Linked DNA regions of Macaca mulatta: region 2 is linked to region 1. The links are chromatin contacts, called in public Hi-C maps. All regions are on one chromosome and are shown on one strand. The core of a region is the stretch at or near the end of the contact, and the rest is flanking DNA. Distances in the headings are between cores, read along the strand shown. Region 1 holds the start of NOL7 (nucleolar protein 7). Region 2 holds the start of GFOD1 (Gfo/Idh/MocA-like oxidoreductase domain containing 1).

Region 1 (5,307 bases), core at 1,933-4,432:
TCCTGATCATATTTTTGTTATTTGGGCAAGGTAGAAGTTGAGGGGTAAAAACCCTACTATTTAATTCTGATTTTTGCACAAGTTTTAGTGGAAAATAAAATCACACTCTATAGTAGGTAATTTATTATATAAAGATGTTACCCCAGGATATGGCTTTATGGGGGACTTTTTTTTTTTTTTTTGAGACAGAGTTTCACTCTTGTTGCCCAGGCTGGAGTGCAATGGGGCGATCTCAGCTCACTGCAACCTCCATCTCCCGGGTTCAAGAGACTCTCCTGCCTCAGCCTGCTGAGTAGCTGGGATTACAGGCGTGCACCACCACGCCCGGCTAATTTTGTATTTTTAGTAGAGATGGGGTTCCTCCATGTTGGTCAGGCTGGTCTTGAACTCCCAACCTCAGGTGATCCGCCCGCCTCGGCCTCCCAAAATGCTGGGATTACAGGCATGAACCACCGCGCCAGGCTTACTGGGGGCTTTTTAACCTTATTTGGCTACATTACCTCAGTGAACAAGAGGCAGCTCACAACAGGAACTCATGCAAAGAAGGAAGAGAATAGTACCAACAAGGTAGAACATCACGATGAGAAGAAAGAACGATGCAAATATGTGAACCCCCAGGATAAACACAGCTGCCTAAAATTTAGCTCTGGCTCCCTTAGAAGGGGGAAGAGTCAACAGTGGACTGTTTCTCATCGTCACAAATGCAGAAGCATATGGTTCCTGTGGGACCTGCCAACCGTTCCCAGACACTGAACTCTGTTGGGAGTTTTTTCCATGGGACTTTAAAAACTGATGCCCTTATGTTGGGCCAGACCTCTGTTAACTTCAGTAGGGATGGCACCAGGTTCAAGGGGCCAAAGAAGAGACCTGGAGCCAGTGAAGGAAACATAGGGTATATTTGGGGAACTTTACAGGGTGGTCCAGTGGCAGCGGGCTGGACAGAACTGCAACCACTTATAAAAAGCATGCAGTTTATATAGCACTTTCACTCAGCACCCTCCCCGCAGCAACCTCCAATGGCAAACCTCATTTCTTAAGTTATTGCTGTCAGATGCATCTGCCATACAGGGTCATTCTCAGGCAATGCTTAAGTTATTTCCGTCAGGTACATTTTCCATACACTTTACTACCTTGGAGTAAAGTAGCAAGAATACAGCTTTTTCCCTAACCTTTACCAGCTAACTCAGTGCTTAGGGGCCTTGGAATGCCTGCTGCCCAACAAGTGTCAGAGGCCTGACTGGGAGGCATGGCCATTATCAACAGTGTATGAAGGTCATACATGACAGGGTCCCTTGGATCCAGTGGGCTCCCTGAAGTGATTACATACTTGGACCACATCACCTCAGCCCCTTGCAAAATTGCATTTAATGTTACACCCTTGGCTTTTGTAGAAACAGGCAACAAGACACTGTCATATAAAACTTTGTACTGCATTACAAGGCATAACCTTTAATAAATCCCAATGGTACTTTTTGTGGGGAAGAGGGATGCTCATAGCCTATGGGGTGGCTGGAGAACTAGTCAGGGACCCTGAGGGCTCGATTTACACTTTACATGGGTGGGCCAAGGAGTTTACACTGAGGGCACTGGTAATACCTGTAATAGTCTTATAGTACTTATAAAGCAGTTTTGCACATAAAATACCGTCATGCGCTTATAAGAAGTTTGTTCCTGGGCTGCTCCAAGTTAACTGTATTCATTTTCCTAGTGTTAGCACAGTATCTCAGGGAGTCTGATTATATTTTTGATTTGTAATCTATCTTAGACTAAGGCCTACAGATTTCAAACTGTTCTTTGCAATTCCTCTCATAATGAACCTCTGGTTCGGCAGCTTTTTTTGTTGTTGTTCTTAAGTTTTACCATTTTTGTTCCTATTTGGTTTTGTTGTTTTTAAATTGGGAACTGCTTCTAAAACAGAAGACATGAAAGGAGAATTAAAAACACAATATATGTGTGAGATAGAATTATTCAACTTAGCATTTATTAAACATCTGCCATATGATAGACATTAGAAATAAAATGACTAGCAAGACCTGGTCCTTCCCCTCGGGAGTTCACAGAACGGCTGGAGCAACTGTCATACAAACTGTTACGCAGCGCAGAAACTACATAGACATTTGTGCGGGTTCAGACCACAGCAGATAGAGGTGGGCAGAGTGGGATGGGGTAGGGGGTAAGGTGCTTGAAGTTTGCCTGGGTGGGAATTTTTGAAGTATGAAAAGGACTTCTGCCTGGGGGATTGCAGCAGTAGAGGGAAGAGCACGGTCGGTACAATTGCATTGCAGGTGTGAAACGGCTTGATTTGTTCAAAGAATGATGGATCATTTAGTATTGTATAATGGATGGGAGGAGAGAAACACGGCGATCACAAAGGGCCATGTTTGCCAAGAAATAAAATATACTTGGAAAAAAAGAGTACGTATGTGTATATACGACAAAACTCGGGTGCATTCTGTAGGGACCGGCGAAGCCATTCCTTCAGGAGATTTGCTCAGCATTGCCACGGGCCAGCTGCTGCTCCAGGCCGTGGGTTAGGAACCAGGAAGGGCATCGCTCCCACAGGGCCCACATCCTAACGGGCCTCGCCGCGGCTAAGGGGCTGGGCAGGCCGAGGGCGCCGGGCTGTGCAAATTTCTTTAGAGCCGAGGTCTGTGGCCAGCGTCTTCGTCCGTCACAGGAGGGCTGACTGGCCACGGCGGCCATCTGCTAGAGCGCATTTCTTCCCATGAAACGCCATCTCCTCCGAAGTGCGGAGCGAACGCAGCCAAATCTACAAACACTGATAAGCTGGATCCACCTGACGGAACCCAGGGCCAAAAAACTGCGGCGAGCAGCGCCTCGGACCCGCTATTACCGGTTTTCTAAGCACTGGACAGTGAGCCGTGCCAGCCCTGTCTCGCCATCCCAGCCGAGGAGGGCAGCGCAATGGCTCTTCCCTGCCTTGAAACCAGCCCCACTGCCAGCCGCTCTCGCCCGCAGAGCATTTTCCGTGGCGTCCAACCGACCCTACGGCGGCCTTGGCGAGCCATGTGGAAGAAACACACCCACTGCCCATAGGCCACGCCCTTCCTGGCTTCGCGCATGCGCCCCGCCCGTCCTGAGGACCTCCCAACCTGCAGGGGGCGATGAAAGTCCGCTTGCGCTTCGCTTGCAGTTACTTCCGAGTCAGAGGTCAGACGGTCTAGCGCTGCGTGGGACATGGTGCAGCTGCGACCGCGCGCGTCTCGCGCCCCGGCGTCGGCGGAGGCGATGGTGGACGAGGGCCAGCCGGCCTCGGAGGAGGAGGAGGCGGAGCACGGGCTGTTGCTCGGTCAGCCCAGCAGCGGCGCGGCCGCCGAGCCGCTGGAGGAAGACGAGGAAGGGGACGATGAGTTTGACGACGAAGCCCCGGAGGAGCTGACTTTCGCCAGCGCCCAGGCGGAAGCGAGAGAAGAGGAGCGGCGAGTGCGGGAGACCGTGCGCAGGTTTGGAGCCCGCGGCCGGGCGGGGAGAACCGCCCCTTCTCGTCCCGCTTGTCCTTCCCTTTGCTGACTTGTCACCCTTCCTCCCAGGGATAAAACGCTCCTGAAGGAGAAGAGGAAGCGACGCGAGGAGCTGTTCATCGAACAGAAGGTTAGAGGATAGGGGGGAGGTGTCTTATTAAAACAACCTGGCCTGCGGATAATTCTCGTGGTGGATGTAATTTGGGTTGGTAGGATATTGAGTGGGGAAAAAGTCACCAAGATTTTCTCTGACAGTGGTAGAAAGATGCTTGGGCCGGGCGCGGCAGTACTTTAGGGGGACTGGGTGGGCGGAGCCCGGGATGTCGAGGCTGCCTTGAGCCTAGATCACACCACTGCGCTCCAGGCTGGGCGACAGAGCGAGAGACCCTGTCTCAAAAAAAAAAAAAAAACTCGTCTCCTTTAGTGTCCACCAACTGAAAATAAGAGGTTGCTGTGAGAATTAGGTGGTTTGTAAACTGTAAGGGCTGTACAAGACTTGGTGTATGGTTGCTTTGCTGTCTGGTACACACTCGACACAGAGAACTGGCTCCAGGTGGACATTACTTAACGGCTTTCAGTTTGTAACAGTGACCTGAGGGTTGGAATACCGTGGGCACCTTTTCCAGTTTTCATCAAGTCTTTCAGAGAATATGGAGTTTTGTGGACCCAATCTTCCCATAACTTGGAGTGGAGGCAGTTTCCAACCTAATTCATTTCTTTGCCTAGATGTAGGGCATTCTTAGAAGTAGTAACTTCAGAAGCAACTCCGGACATACTGTGTACATGACTTTATTAATTTTAAACGTTTTCATTCCAAAAGAAAAGAAAACTCCTTCCAGACACTATTTTAGAGAAGTTAACCACAGCTTCACAGACTCTTAAGTAAGTAATGGATCTTCTTATATTACTTGCTTATATACACTCATCTTTGAATTATATACTGGTACATTTATTTGACTCCATATAGCTGAAGGAATTGTAGAACCCAAATTTAAAAGCTACCTTGGTATATGAATTTGGTGCGAAAGGAGGAGGTAACTTTATGTTTCACTTATTTTGCCATTTTTTGAATTCCTGATCCCATTGTGTTCATTCAGTACATTTTGTTGATTGCCTGTTATTGTACTAGGGCAGAGTAGGTGGTGGTGAATACAGAGTGTTTTGAATCATTTAGTGGGGTAGCAGGCACTTATCCACAGGCTCTGAAAACTCAATTTGTCCCATACTTGCCTTACCTACCACCAACCTGACCTTCCTCCCTGTTCCCCACTTCATTTAGCATCTTTGGTGTTTTATGGTTTAAAGCGAAAAGGTATAGTCGTCCTTGAGAATCGGTCAAACCCTACTAAATTTAGCCTTCTAAATATTTGTATTTTTTGTTTCTATCCTCTTTCTCCTTAAGGCTTTAAATTCAGAAATTTAGCCCCTTTTTGCTTAGGCCAGTGGCTCTCAAATTTTCAGTAAAAAAAACTACCAAGAGTTACTCAGATCCTGAATACATTAAACATAAGAGCAAATCTATTTGGTGGCAAATTCCCTTTCATCTTTTAAAACCAAGCTCAAGTGTCATCTTTACCTTTTCAATTGGCCCGCCCGCCTCCCATCACTTCCGCTTTTGTGTGGCCTTTCTCCTGTGCAAATGCTTGTGTATTGTATTCTGTCCATTTACATTTCTCTCTCCATTGTTCACTGTCTCCTGTGCCTACACTATTAAATTAATCCTTTGTGATTTCTCCAAATGAAATGAGGCAGGCCTACTACCATTCACTTCATATTTCAAATACTATATAACTTGTTATTAAGTGTTTCACTTGAACTCCATTGC
Region 2 (5,307 bases), core at 1,641-4,140, 120 kb before region 1:
CTAGAACTTAAAGTATAATAATAATAATAATAAATTAAAGGAGGACGTGTGTGATTCAATTGATCTTAAGTTTCTATTCACTGTGGTCCCTAGACCAGCCCCTTACTTTGACAGGCCTGTGACCAGTTATCAGTGTGGATCAAGAGTCACAGACCTGTCACCATTACTGGGCAAGCAAGCCAAAGTCCAGGACTTTGCTAAAAGGACAATTTACTCGGACAAGTCAGAGTCCAGGCAAACACTCGTATCTATACACTCCCAACAGCCAGACCAGCCTGGTAACTGTTTGGGGTTTTTCACTTCCTGTGTTGTATGTGTTGAACCTTCAATAGTGACTGTAAAGCAAACGAAGACGACCACCCCACTGTGCACTCGCAGGGGCAGCCTGCAAAAGAAGGAGTTAAAAAAAGAAAGAAGAAAGAAGCTCAAAACCTACCCTAAAAACATGAACAAAACCCTATTCTGTCATCACCATTATTCAACTAGGTCTATTATGCCTCTTATCATTGGCTTTGAAGAGATAACAGACATGTCTTGTTAATTAAAGAAAAGTCACAGGGATATTTGAAAAATAAGAACAGAAGAAGTATCCAGAAATGTCTAATTTGTGTCACATCTCTTGAAACCAGAGCCCCCAGATACTTTCATGGCCAACTTCCCAGAGACAGCCAGAAAACAAGGTCATCCTTGTTCCCCAAATCGCCACCCTCCTGCTCTAGGTTTGCTCTGTGGGTCTGTACCCAGGACAGGAACCACCATCTCTATGGTGGAGAAACGAAGTTACAACATGGTCTTTCAGATATGACCAGTCCTAAGCTCTCCAGTATACCCAGGGCTCATGAGGGACCAGTTTTGTACAAACTGCACCAATAGAATTATACCACAAGATGGTTATAAAATATTTAATATGCAAATAGCCAATGTAAACCAGGGAGTTATCCACCCAATACACATGTTCCATCAAACAGAAAATAAATATTGGCCAGACTCAATGGCATTCAGTTCAAGGCCAAAGAAACAGGCCACAAAGGGCAGACACTTAATAAAATTAACTGACAATTAAAACTGACAATGTGAGCAGCCTCCTTAGGAATTCCATCAGATGTCGCATCTGAGTCAACAGCCAAATGGCCTGATAAAAATGCCTTTCTATGGAGAGTTTCTACATTCTGTTCAGAGCTCTTCGAAGGCAGAATTAAAACACATATATATATTTCACCCACCCTGAATCCACACCTATTTTTAAAAAATAAAACAGTCTTTCCAAGACTACATAACTTCCGGTTGGTTTCTGGATGGTCTCTGTTCCTTGGCAGTTCCTCCCTTCTAATCTGTTCTACTATTCGCTTCATCTGGTTATAAGCTTTGTTCTTGTTATAAGCTTTGTGTTTTCCTCACCAATAGAAACTTCAGCTTTCAAAGGTGAGCTGCTAATTTTCTTGGAATTGTAAGATCAAGCAAGCTTCCTGGGATTGTTTTAGGTTATATGTAAGAACTGATGATGAACAAAACATGCCCTTCTCTTTCCCCTGAGCATGGGCTAAGAGGTTGCTACTCTGTGCTCAGAGATTGTTCAGACTGCCTGGGAGTTGAGGGGAGCAGGGACCAGATGGTGAGGCACCCTGAACTCATCTCCGGCCCCCGCGGGTCAACACTGTGCCTTCAGAAACTATTCCTGAAGGCGATTAGCGAGGGCCTTTTCTGATGCAAAGCGTCCATGCCTCTGGAGCTACTGCGCCCATCCCCGTAAAAATTTAAAATCGATTACTCCAAACTGTGGCAGAAGACATTTCCCGGAAGGCTGCATTCAAAAGTTAAAACCCCTGGTTTTATCAAATCAGTCTTTACTAACCTATGACGCTTCTGAAAACATTCTAAATCATCACCCCCATCCAACCACTCCCATCATCCTTGCCTCCAGCGCAGACGAAATAATTCCAGCCGATGGTCACACCTCCAATGTCACGCTAAACTAACTCACAGTAGAAAGAAACAAACGACCCCAACAGGGCGCCACAGTTGCTGAAGGGCAGGTCCTCTGTCGAACCCAAGAACCCCGAGACACGTGTGCGGCCCTTTATTCAGGCGTTTCTGGGCGCGCACTCGCGTCTCCCAGGCGCGCGCGCGCACACACACACACACACTCACACACACACGTACACGACACACACAGCTGAGGACTAACTTTCCTCTTCTTGCGGAGCACCCCATCCCCTGATATCGGCATCTGATCTTCCTAGTTCGGATCCCCGGAACACACTCCTCCTCCAGCCTGCCAGCCACACACGTGGGGAAGCGCGTCCAAGTGGTGCCAGGAGGCAGGAGGGAAGTGCAAAGGTGGGGAAGGCCCGGGACAAGGAAGGAGGGAGCTCTGAGTCGGATCTGGGATCTCAGATCCCTGGGGCAGCGTAGATGCAGGGTAAGCTTCTGGGACACGGAAAGGGAAAGGCAGCGGGGAAGGAACCCAGGGAAGGTTAAAGGGCGGGTGTGGGACGGAGGATTCAGGGTAGGGGTCGCTCACCTAGGGTTTTGACAGCGATCTGTCTGGTGAGAGGCGGCGGCAGGTTAATGCACACCAAGTCCACGTCCTGATGTAGCAGCACCTCATCAATGCGGCTAGTGTAGAAGGGGACACTCATCTCCTTGGCCAGCTCCTCCGCTTCTTCCTGCGTGCGGCCCCACAGCGCCTTCACCGCGAAGCCCTCGTCTTTTAGCAGCGGGATGATGACACGGGCCGTGAGGCTGGTGCCGAACACGCCCACCCCGGGAAGCATGGCTGCTCAGAGCCGCCTGGTTCTGCTTCTACTCGGATCTCCAGTCCAACACGCGCACACACCCACCTCCAGCTAGTCCTGCACCCGGCTCCTGCAGCCAATCTAGCCGCTGTGCGCCAGCCGCCGTGCACCGGGCAAGGCGCCCGGGTGCCCAGCGCGCACCGAGCTGCAGGCGGAGCAAGCTCGGGGCGCCTCAGTACGGTGACTGCGGCAGTGTCCGCCACGCGGGGCTTGCGTCCTTCCCGGAGTCGGCGACAGGGACCCCCCCAGGGCGCCGGAGGCTTCGAAGCCCCCTGGAGCCCCGGCTCAGGCGGCGTTCGGGCGGCAGCGCCAGTCCGCTGCGTGCGCCCAGCCAAGGCCGCTCCATGGCCGGCTCATCCCCGCGGCCGCGCCGCCGCAGCCCGGGACCGTCTCTCTCCCGCGTCGTTTGCGCAGCCGGCGAATCGCACACACAAACGTCTACACCCTGCCCCAGAGTCTGGGCACGGACCCGCTCCGCTGGGGAGTCTCCTTTATCCCTCGCCCTCCGCTCGGAATGAAATAATCCCGCGACCGCCAGGAGGCCGGCTAAGGATGCGGCCCGGAGCGCGCCGGACGGGGATCTCAAGCTGCAGCGCTGCAGCGGCTGCCACGACCCGGCGCCAGCCTCCTCATTTTGCTGCCATGTTCGCTCGCCTCGCGGCTCGGGCGGCCTCGGCCCCAGGCCGGCTCAGGCTCCGGGATCCCGCGGGGACGAGGGCGGAGTTGGCGAGTTTGGCTGTCAGCGGCCGGTGTTCCTGCACCGCCCTCACCGCAGCGCCGCGCGCCATTGGCCGCCGCGCGCCGCCCCCGCCCCCGCCGCCGCCAGCTCCGGGTGCGCGCTGCGCCGGGGCCCTGGGAGCCCAGCCCGGCTCCTCCCCGGCCCCGCCTCGCTCGCCTCCTGCCCCTCCGCTTCTTCCCTTTCTTTGCCCTCACCATCTTCTTCTCCTCCCTGCTTCACTCCAAACCCCGCCCCAAGCAAGCAAATAAATCTATCTAGGCAGGGCGCGCCCCAATAGGTTAGTCGCCTGTCCCTTGGAAGAGAGCAGTGGGCGCCTTGGCCTGGGGGCAGTGAGGGGACCCGGCGAGGTGCGAACAGCCGGTATTAACAACCTCGGTCCCCGGAGCGTTACCTGCGTGCTGAGCATCATACTGAAGCCTTTCCAGGCATTGTCCCTTTTAGTCCTCGCAGCAACCTAAGGTTATTGGAAACCCATTTTACCAGTGATGTAAATGAGTCCCAGTGAAGGCTAAGGGACTTGCGCAAGGTGACATATGTAAGCAACAGGCCTGCGATTGGAATCCAGGCCCCAGAGTCTGGGCATGGAACCGCAGACTTCTCCGGTCCCCTTCCAAGCTAGCCTGCTCCAATCGCGCGCCCCCGCTCCGGCCGCGCACGCACGGTTCAGCCGCCTTCTTCCCAGACAGTCCAGTCTTGGCGGGCTCCCATCTGCCTCCCACCTCCCCTGCCCCTAGGCCCGTGCCCGCCGCCGCGTAGAGGCTGTGGTCTGGACTGCCGCAGCGGCGCAGGGGTCTCCGAGGCCGCTGCGGCGCGTGCGTCTCGTGTCTAGGTTTCGAGACGGATATGTCGCCCTGGCCAGATGCCACGCCCGCTTCTTGCTTCGGCTCCTGTTGCCATCGCCACTTCCAGCAGCCTTTACTTCTCCCAGCTTGCCCCCACCTCGACCCCCCTGCACCCTTGTCAGGCCCTTGAGGGGGGACTGAGGGGAACTGGCCAAGGCTGGCCCCGCACCTCTGGAGCCGTGGGGACTCTGCGTCTGTCTGGTTTTCCACCATATCCTTGGCACCTGGCACACTGCCTGCCTGTATGTAGTAGGCCCTCAATAAACATTTGCTAAATAAATGAATGCATATTCATCGAATGCCCGCTTCGCACCCATTTGATGCCGGGAGCGGGGACTAAAAATTGAAAGGCACGTCTTCTAGCTGAAGGTCTTTGGAGAGGTCATGGGTCAGGTCATGTTCATCTCCTGTCTTCAGCACTGGGCTCAATGTCTGCCGCAACACGAGTGGAAAACGTGATACTTGCAAGCGTTTAAAACAACTTGTAACAACTGGCAGTGAGGCGGGGCGCGCGTGGAGAGAGCAGGATATCAAAAAAGCTGTGTGTGGCAATGCGGAGTGGAGGCTGACCTAGGGCATTAGAAGAAACGCACAAAGGACACGGTGCTGGGTGGCTGGCAGCAGCCTGGGGAGGACTGAGAGACAAAGGGGGTGTTGACCTCAACACTAACAGGCTTCTTTTGAGCAGGGGTTTTGTAAGAACCAAGGCAGGAACGCCTATCTGGGCACAGGAGCAGGCAGTGGTGTCGGACCCAAGGGACTGGATACATCACAGACTTGTCACATGTCAGAGAAGGCCAGGCTCTCAGGGAGCCGAGGATGTGCAGTAGCGGTCAGAGCACAGCCAGAGCCACTGGCGTTGACTTCTGGCTCTGCCATTTATTAGCTGTAGGACCTTGAGCAAATCACTTCTCTGCAGCATAGTTTCATC

What was found. Hi-C and Micro-C count contacts between places; a contact is called where the count stands out from the background.
Region 2: a contact with region 1 is called in a Hi-C map of fetal cortex germinal zone, with 3 times the contacts expected there. The contact joins the promoter of GFOD1 here to the promoter of NOL7 in region 1. A contact is called at or near these places in 2 of 14 Hi-C or Micro-C datasets (fetal cortex germinal zone and liver).

What each region holds. Positions count from the first base shown.
Region 1 is chr4:169,501,114-169,506,420 of T2T-MMU8v2.0, reverse strand. NOL7 (nucleolar protein 7) reads left to right here and starts at 3,182. Exons shown (of 8, transcript NM_001261675.1): 1 at 3,182-3,464; 2 at 3,552-3,612; 3 at 4,303-4,364. The coding sequence starts at 3,199. It overlaps SIRT5 (sirtuin 5), which reads left to right. Exons shown (of 10, transcript XM_015135582.3): 10 at 1-115.
Region 2 is chr4:169,623,663-169,628,969 of T2T-MMU8v2.0, reverse strand. GFOD1 (Gfo/Idh/MocA-like oxidoreductase domain containing 1) reads right to left here and starts at 2,890. Exons shown (of 2, transcript NM_001266214.1): 1 at 2,522-2,890. The coding sequence starts at 2,774.